Linked DNA regions of Mus musculus: regions 1 and 2 are each linked to region 3. A link is a contact called in public Hi-C and HiChIP or PLAC-seq data. All regions are on one chromosome and are shown on one strand. The core of a region is the stretch at or near the end of the contact, and the rest is flanking DNA. Distances in the headings are between cores, read along the strand shown.

Region 1 (2,902 bases), core at 205-2,704, 160 kb before region 3:
TCATTCACACTTACTTTACCTCTCACCATCACCATTATCACCACCATCACCACCACCACCACCATCACCATCACTGCCACCACCATCATCACCACCACCATCACCACCATCATCACCACCACCATGATCATCACCATCACCATCACCACCACCACCACCACCACCACCACCACCATCACCACCACCACCACCACCATCACCATCACCACCACCATCATCATCATCACCACCACCACCATCACCACCACCACCACCACCATCACCACCACCACCACCACCACCACCACCACCACCATCACCCACCACCACCACCACCATCATCACCACCACTACCATCATCACCACCACCACTACCATCATCACCACCACCACCACCATCGTCACCACCACCATCATCACCACCACCACCACCATCACCACCACCACCACCACCACCATCACCACCACCATCACCACCACCACCACCACCACCACCACCACCACCACCATCATCACCACTACTACCATCATCACCACCACCACCACCATCATCACCACCACCACCATCACCACTACCACCATCATCACCACCACCATCACCACCATCACCACCACCACCACCATCATCACCACCACCATGATCATCACCATCACCACCATCACCACCACCACCATCACCACCACCACCACCATCATCACCATCACCACCATCACCACCACCACCACCACCATCATCACCATCACCACCATCATTATCATCACCATCCCTACTCCATACTAAAGAAGCAGGCATGTCGATGAAGGGATTTTTCTGACCAAGACACAACTCAGCAGAGGCTCCAGGCTAAGCAGGCTTTAGTCAGCCTGAGGAGTTTGGCAATTATAATCAAAGAGTTCAGACCACCTCCACGGTGCCTACACAGTGAGCATAGGATAGAAAGACATCAAAGGACCTTACATTGTGTTTGGGGAGGGGAAAAAAAATCAGAGCTTCTTTTCCTGATACCTGGCTCAACAAGACCAAATATGTGGCTGTCCTGGTACTGTCTGAGGTACAGGCATTATGGCTCTACTAACAACTCAGAAAATGAGTGAGAAGTGACAGGCATTCACTGTCACTTGGTTATTCATGTCATATTTCCTGGAACAGGAAGAGTGGTTTACCCGGAACAGACTCCTGTCTGTTTTTTTCAAACTAGGGTTTCTTCCATGGCACGTCACGACTGGGTCAAGGCCAGCAGCCAGTAGGGCAGGATCACAATGAGGCTATGTCAACCAGGCAACCAAGAAACTGAACAGATGGACAAATGGTAAGACTTCTGTGTGCCTGACACTACCACAGTCACTGAGACCAGCTTGGTCCATTCTCAGTGTGAGCCTTGTTTCTGGGCGAGGAAACTATAGCCCGAGCAGGGTGAGACAGCCCAGGTCTGAGCCCTGTGTCCCAAGTGTAGTGGCCACAGCTCAGTTCATCACCCAGTTTACTCAAAACCAGCCAATGGGATCCATCTCTGGTGATTAAACTTCAGCCTGCAGCTAGTCTTGTGACAGTGAGTAAACCTCTCATTTCTAGCAGGAAGTCTCCAAGAATCAGGGGCCACTCCCCTCAACTTTTAGTGAAGGTACATCTAAGGCTTGCTAATTGCCTGAGTGTTGTTAGACCTGAGGTAGGTACCATCACCCTCACTTCTCAGGCTGAGCACACAAGAGAGACGTGGTGCTGAACACAGAACCACACTGAGGCAGTAGAGCACCTGGACCTTTCCAGCATGCTCACACTGGGTCATTCTTTTGGGGAAGGGAGAGTTTCTGCACACATGAGCATTCGTGTGACCAAGCCTTTTACAACAATTACTTTCATGGACACCGCCTCTTTTTCCAGAATAACTGAAGTATCACCCCTGGGGGCTGATGCAGAGGATGGAAAAGTAATCCCTCATCCTGAGTGACAGAAAAGGCAAATACCTCCATCTTCTTACCTGAGACACACACGGAAAATTCTTTTTTCAAATGAGGACTCTGCTTTGCAGACATGACCAGTTTCCTAAGCCAATACATCGGAATGCTCCGGGAGACTCCCCCACAGCTCTCTGCTGTATTGACTTCCGATCACTGCTTGCCTGCAGCTAGCCTTGACTCGTGAAGCAAGTGTCTGATGTGTGTGGACTGACTGGCTTGATCAGTAGGTTCCTGTCCCCTCTGACGGCCACCAGCCTCAGTCTGGGCCATGGACTGACCTCTGTAGACCCTCTGTTCTCTTCTCCTTTCTAATGCCCCTGGTCTCAGCTTCCTTGTGACTTCTTGAGGATGGAGCTCTTGAGAAGTCCAGGTAATTTGAGTTGGAGGGGGTGGGGGACTGGCAGGACAGGTGGTGGGGGAGGGGGGTGGGGAGTGCTGGTGATCCCAGCCACAAAGCCAGCTCACAGAGGACACAGGAACAGCATGTATGAGTTTCTAAGGGCAGAGAGCATTGGATTTTGAGGATAAAAAAGGAAAAACAAAACAAAAACAAACAAAAAAATCTTAAATTTCTCCCAAGTCTCATGTAAACATACATACTTCCTTTGAATGTTCCATATGACACCATTCTTCCTTAGGCTGTTGCAAATGCTTGGGGGAAAGGCTTTTTAGGAAAGGGCAGGTTGTGGGTGAGTGAGCTCTGGAAGTAGGCCTCTGGCCTTCCTAAGGCAAGGGGGGAAAGTCAACCGTGGGCAAAGCAGGCCAACCTCAGAATGGTAGCCGGGGTTGCATTCTTTCCAGGCTTAAACAAAAGGGATGGATTGTTACAAAGTAGACACATTGAAACAGATACAGTAGGGGGAAAGAGTTTTAGGAAACCGCAGGACCCAATGGAAGCCCTTTTATCAACCTGTTCAGAAGTACCCCAGAACCAGGCCCTCAGCCGTCCCTGTTTAAGCCTCGT
Region 2 (2,720 bases), core at 203-2,702, 130 kb after region 3:
TGACCACCACAGGGGTATCAAATGTGTTGTTTTAACTCGCCCCCCTGCAGGGATTTCTCTTAAGCCAAATCTGAGGAAAGGAGAAAGCCCCTGAGGGAGAGGTCACCAACTTCTCAGTGTGTGTAAGAGCGGGTAGGAAAGGGCTCAAAAGCTAAGAGTAGGACGTGAGGGTCTTGGGACCACGTTAGTCACGTGATGTACAGTGGTTCTCCTCCTCTCTGAAATCAGATTTCCTTCTGGAGCCGCTAAAAATGTCAAAGCAACACAACACTACAGGTGTTTAAAACAAGATCCACTGGCGTTCAGAAAATTCAGTTTGAGACCACAGTCCTTGAATTGTACTTTTTTTTTTCTGTATTGATTTACATAGGAAATTAATGGGATTTTGTTAAAGGGAAAAAAAAAAGTTAAGCACCGCGTTTTCTTTCTCAAGGGCTGTATTTGTGTGTGTGTGTGTGTGTGTGTGTGTGTGTGTGTGTGTGTGTGTGTGTGTGTAGAAGAGGGCATCAGATCCTCTGGAGCTGGAAGTGGGTGCACTTTGCTCTCCACCATGGAGTCATTTCTCAAACTCTGGAGGGTTTTGTTTTGTGTTTGTTTGTTTGTTTGTTTGTTTGTTTGAGGCAAAGTCTCACTCTAGCCTGAGCTGACCTGGAACTCAGCAGAGATCCACCTGTTTCTGCCTCCAAAGTGCCTGGACTGAAGGAGTTCACCATCAGGCTCCACCTCCTAGAAGTCTTTACATTTTTCAAATTACATTTATTTATTACTGTGTGTATGTGTATGGGTGCATGGGTGCCTCTCTCTCTCTCTGTGTATATGTGTGTGTATAGGTACACACACACACACATTACTGACCATCAGAAAATATACCAAACTGCTTTCTAACCAAACTAGAACCTAAAAGAAAAAAAACAGGTCGTTTTTAAATAAGACTTAACCACATGAGCTTGGGAGGTGGCTGGGGTTAAGGACACTTGATGCTCTTGCAGAGGACCTGGGCTCGGTTCCTAGCACCCACGTCAGATGGTTCCCAACAGCCTGTCCAGCTCTAAGGGGTCCAGTTCTTTGCATGGCCTTCACTGCACCCGTATACATGTGCTGCACCTATATACACCCAGGCACACACAGAGACACATAAAGAAACGGATATTTAAATGACTTAACCACAAAACAGAGCTACAATTTAACTTCACCACCATCGTTTTAAAGATTTATTTTGACTTTTATGTATGCATATGTTAAGTTCACCAACAGAGGAGATCACCAGCCACAAATTATAGCCAAATCAAAGCAAACTTTACTCTGTGCACAGCAAAGCTGGTGGAGTGCTGTCTCTCCCGAAAGTGGACTTCAAGAGATTAACCCTCAGCCAACTTCTCAAGCCTTTCTATAGGGCAAAACCACAGGGTGGGGATTTTGCAACCAAGCATGGTTACAGAAGCAAGACCAGACAATTCTCCCTGGAGCATTGGTTACAGTACATTCTATGGTTACAGGGCTGTGATGCAGCCCAAATTCCTAGAAATAGAAACTTAAGTTTTATAGTAAACAGAAACCTAGCTGAACTAGCATATCAAAATGGCTCTTGACCACAAAATGAAATCTGGCTGGTTTCTCAATCCCCTCTTGTCTTATGTGTCCCTGTCAAATCCTCGATAGGCAATTTACATGTCTAGTGGCTGAAGGGGCTGATAATGCCAACGAAGAGTTAACATTTTTCTATCTGATAGAAACAAAATTTGTAATACATAAGAAGATCCATGGCCTATCAGTAGGAACATCAGGGGACCTGCAGAGGCTGAGTCAAAGGTGGAGGGATCAGTTGACCAGGGACTGGTACCGGTTGCTTCCCTCTTGTTGGTCCAAGTATTTAGTTTTGACAGGTACCTTTTTGATAGTGAAGGAGCCAGGAGGCCAGGATATGTCCTGGTATGCCAATAGAATGGTACATAGCCATTTTGTCCCCTTTGCCTGGGAGCTTCTTTGGACCTAACGCTGCAGTCTTGGTTGAGGATAAGGGGCAATGTACCCTCTTCTGTTACTGCTTCTCAGCTGAAGTTAGAATGATCTTATCAGCACCTAGGACAGCTGGAATGTTAGCCAAAGGCCTGGAGGGCCTTCATCATCGGAAGCATCAGGTTAGCTGACCCAGCTACAGAGACTGGGAGCAGTCACATCAGCTGGACTGGTTCACGTCAGCTTCCAGCAAGTCCAGGGCACACTGGCATGGTGCAGATCACTTTTGGAGCAGTTTGCAGTCTGCAGCTGATTCCTGGATGGAGTCTGTCAGCCAAATGGAAATCTGCTGAGACATATACAGACTAGGGACAGGAGTTAAACTTTATGAACTCTAAGAACCTGAAGCTTACAAAAGAGATTAGTAAACTGATGAAGTAGGCTCACACCTTGGAGTCACAGTGTAAGCTTAGGGACCCCAAAATGATTTTGAGGTAAGAAGCACTTTTTTTTAATTTGTTCAGAGGGCGATGTGTGTGTGTGTGTGTGTGTGTGTGTGTGTGTGTGTGTGTGACAGATGTTTTCAGCATAATGAGAAGCATTTTTAAATATCAGAACTCCATTATTATGCCAAAACTTTTAATTTTTGACATCATGTATTATTTTTAAGTTCTATTCTTTAATCTAATCAGTTATCAAGAAGCACAAATGGTTGATTGCTGAGAGCAGTTATTGCCAAGCAAGTTCCTTTGAATAAAGGAATA
Region 3 (2,828 bases), core at 173-2,672:
TTTATCAAAAGAAAAACACAAAAAGGAGTCGCAGCCTTCCCCACAGGCCCATCTGTTAGGTGTACTTTCTCACCTGAGGTTTTTCTCTCCCCAAATTCCAGTGTATCTTATATAAATTTGACATGAAACGAACTTGCATGAAGGTCGTGACCACAGAAGCAAGTATCTATGGCAGAGCCAGTCTCATCTCAGATGGGACCCTACAGAGGGGTGAGAGAGGAGCTATGCACAGGGCAACCAGTGTTACTGGGATCCTTGAAGAGATCTGCCCCATTACACTGGGCTGAGTCTGTCCCAAATGCCATGTAATGGACACAGAGTTCTGTGCACCACTCACTGGGTGTGAACTCAGTGTCCAGATGTGAAGTTCCCAGAAGGCTCTTGGCTCAGGGCTGGTAGAGGTGAAATGAGGACAGTCATATTCCTGCCCAGTGGGACAGTTCCTGTGTGGCTCAGAGCCCAGTGCAGAAGCAAATGCCCTGAAATAGCAAAACACAGATTTGCACAATTAAAACGTTATTATACAAATTATTAAGGTCCCCAAGAAGGAAACAGGCCATAGGCATCAAGAGCCACAATTTTTGCTGATTAAAATAATTAAGATGGTTCGTTTCTTTTCTCTTCCTTTTAATCAGTGAAAGAGTTGGCGATGTGAGAGGAGCCAATGCCACAGGGCAGAGCTGTACCACAGCTTCCTGTAACAGAGAGAAGGCTTTTAAGAAAACTTACAAGCCTTCATGCCTACTTTGCCTCAGCCCCAACCCTTCCCTGCCTGCCTCCACCAAAACTCATTCCTATCCAGGAAAAACAAAAACAAACAAACAAACAAACAAAAAACCAACAAAAAAACAGTGGATTCAAAGTTGAATTTGCTTATCAGAAAAATAAGGAATTTCTTTTTGTGTTATTATATGTCTCAGATACTTCATGGGATATACATGACAAAAATTAATTTGTTGTTTATCTGAAATTCACATTTAATTGAGTATCCTTTTGTAAAACCTTAATCTTCGTCGCACAGTAAGTTCTAGACAGAGCTGTAGATAAGTGTGATGGGGTGCCTGTAAGGATAGAATTTGCAGCATGGCCAGGTGACCTTTGAGTCCTTCTCCAGGGCCCCAAGGCCCTGCTCTTCAGAAGCTGTGAAGGTAGCTGTCCACTCCCACCTTAGGAGGACGAGGTTGGCGCTATCCACCTCAGCCGAAAAGAGAAGGAACAGCGACTGTCATCAGCTCCCAGAGAGCCTTGAAGAAGCAGCTGGCTCTAGGGTGGGAGATAGTCGGAACCAGCCCTGTAAAACTAGATGGGTCAAGCCACCCTGAACTCCAGAGGGGCTGCCGCAGGAACATAGCTGGGAGGAGTCCTGGAAATAGAGGACAGCACTGTGGGACTCAGGGCATGGGCCAGGTACCCTGAGCATCCAGCAACCCTCCTCAGCTACCTCGCGCCCCCTGGCGGCCATAGCTAGTCAAGCATGTACGCGTTCCTGATCCCAAAATCCAGCAAGGGAGAGGGGGGTCCCCAGGGAACAGTGCTTCCTCAGTGGCCACTGATCTGAAAGTATCACTTTCAGTGTCACTTTGCAGTGACTACCACCGCAAGTTGCTCACGGCATCTGCCCTGTCCTCAGTTCCTGCTGCAAATGAAGCCTCTGGCTGGATGTCCCAGGAGAGATTACAACCTTGTCTAAGGACATCTTTGCCAAATGAAGTCTGCTCTAGTGAGGTCAAGGCAGCCTAGTTAGTGTCTTCAGACCCCACCACATGACCCCCTGGGCGGAACAGGATGGTTCTGTCTCTTCAAATAGGCTTAAGTGGTGGGGAGGTAGCCAGTGGTAAAGCATATTCAGCTCACATGAGGTTTCTGTCATTGACATCTCAAATATAGAGCTTGTTTGAAAGGTGTAAACAGGACGAGAGTGACAGCCCAGCAGTTAAGAGCACTCACTGCTCTTTCAGAGGATCTGGTTCCGTTCCCAGCCCACAACTGTCTGTAACTCCAATTCCAGGTGGAGCCGGGCCACAGCACCCTCTTCTGGCCTCCGTGGGCATTACACCACGTGGCTCACTATCTCACAGGCAAAATATATACATCAGGTGAAAAAAAATTAAGGTGCAAGTAAAAGACTGTACACCGAGAATGTCTTCCTCATCCCCCGAGCGCAGCACTTCCCAGCTCGGCTTGCTGACTCAAACAAAAGGACGGAAACCTGCGCTCTCAGTTGACGTCAGCAGCTTCAGCCTCATGGCCCTTCCATAAGTCTCTAGACCAAGCAGCCCTCCAGTAGGAGGTGTCCTGAGTGCGAAGCCAGAGTTGCCTCAGCTCCTCCTGTGCCCCAGGCTGTTAAAGGGCGGAGGCAGCCAGCACTGTGTTCACGGGACTGATTTTCTTCGTCAGTTTTGCTATGATTATCTGTCTGGATTTTACCCAAATGCTTCTGAGATGTTGCTATGAGGTGGGGCTTTTTGTTTGTTTTTGTTTTTGTTTGTTTGTTTGTTTTGGTTTTTAAGGGCAATGATGTTTAAACCACTAGATCAAGTCAAGCAGATTACCCACCTTCCTGGCCTCATCCAATCAGGTGAACGCCTTAAGGAAGTGGCTCATTCTTTCCTGAGGAAGGAATCCTGCCATTAGATGCCTTTTGACTCCAGACTGAAGAGCCACTCTCCTGGGGCTCCAGACTGCCAGGCTATCAAGGATATTCCAGACTAGCTGTATTTCATGTGTTTTGTATATGATAGGATCTGTGATCTTTTGGGGGGTTTTGGAGACAGGGTTTCTCTGTGTAGTCCTGTCTGGCTTTGAACTCAGAGATCTGCCCAAGTGTT

Evidence for each region. HiChIP or PLAC-seq counts read pairs in DNA pulled down with a chosen protein or histone mark. Hi-C and Micro-C count contacts between places; a contact is called where the count stands out from the background.
Region 1: a contact with region 3 is called in a Hi-C map of Th1 cells, with 4 times the contacts expected there. The contact joins two enhancer-like sites. A contact is called at or near these places in 14 of 39 promoter capture datasets (the 3T3-L1 cell line, cranial neural crest, embryonic stem cells and 8 more), 7 of 15 datasets of contacts at CTCF or cohesin (CD8 T cells, the G1E-ER4 cell line, embryonic stem cells and 2 more), 187 of 484 Hi-C or Micro-C datasets (the AML12 cell line, B cells, the Ba/F3 cell line and 86 more), 22 of 115 datasets of contacts at active chromatin or transcription factors (CD8 T cells, T-cell acute lymphoblastic leukemia, astrocytes and 8 more) and 1 of 9 other capture datasets (embryonic stem cells).
Region 2: a CTCF HiChIP or PLAC-seq map of CD8 T cells shows a contact between it and region 3, with 6 read pairs. The contact joins two enhancer-like sites. A contact is called at or near these places in 1 of 15 datasets of contacts at CTCF or cohesin (CD8 T cells), 14 of 484 Hi-C or Micro-C datasets (B cells, CD8 T cells, LSK cells and 8 more), 1 of 115 datasets of contacts at active chromatin or transcription factors (large pre-B cells) and 2 of 9 other capture datasets (adipose tissue and liver).

Annotation. Positions count from the first base shown.
Region 1 is chr10:42,996,148-42,999,049 of GRCm38.p6, reverse strand. No RefSeq gene overlaps it. Among named protein-coding and RNA genes, the nearest start is that of Gm5079, 6.4 kb to the right of the region's middle. Within about 2 kb of position 1,454, at least 27 of the 459 cell types and tissues checked have an H3K27ac peak or open chromatin away from gene starts, as enhancers often do. A contact at or near this core is called in CD8 T cells, Th1 cells, memory CD8 T cells and 1 more, where this site is marked.
Region 2 is chr10:42,711,948-42,714,667 of GRCm38.p6, reverse strand. No RefSeq gene overlaps it. Among named protein-coding and RNA genes, the nearest start is that of Ostm1, 34 kb to the right of the region's middle. Within about 2 kb of position 1,452, at least 9 of the 459 cell types and tissues checked have an H3K27ac peak or open chromatin away from gene starts, as enhancers often do. A contact at or near this core is called in CD8 T cells, where this site is marked.
Region 3 is chr10:42,841,170-42,843,997 of GRCm38.p6, reverse strand. No RefSeq gene overlaps it. Among named protein-coding and RNA genes, the nearest start is that of Scml4, 18 kb to the left of the region's middle. Within about 2 kb of position 1,422, at least 47 of the 459 cell types and tissues checked have an H3K27ac peak or open chromatin away from gene starts, as enhancers often do. A contact at or near this core is called in CD8 T cells, Th1 cells, memory CD8 T cells and 1 more, where this site is marked.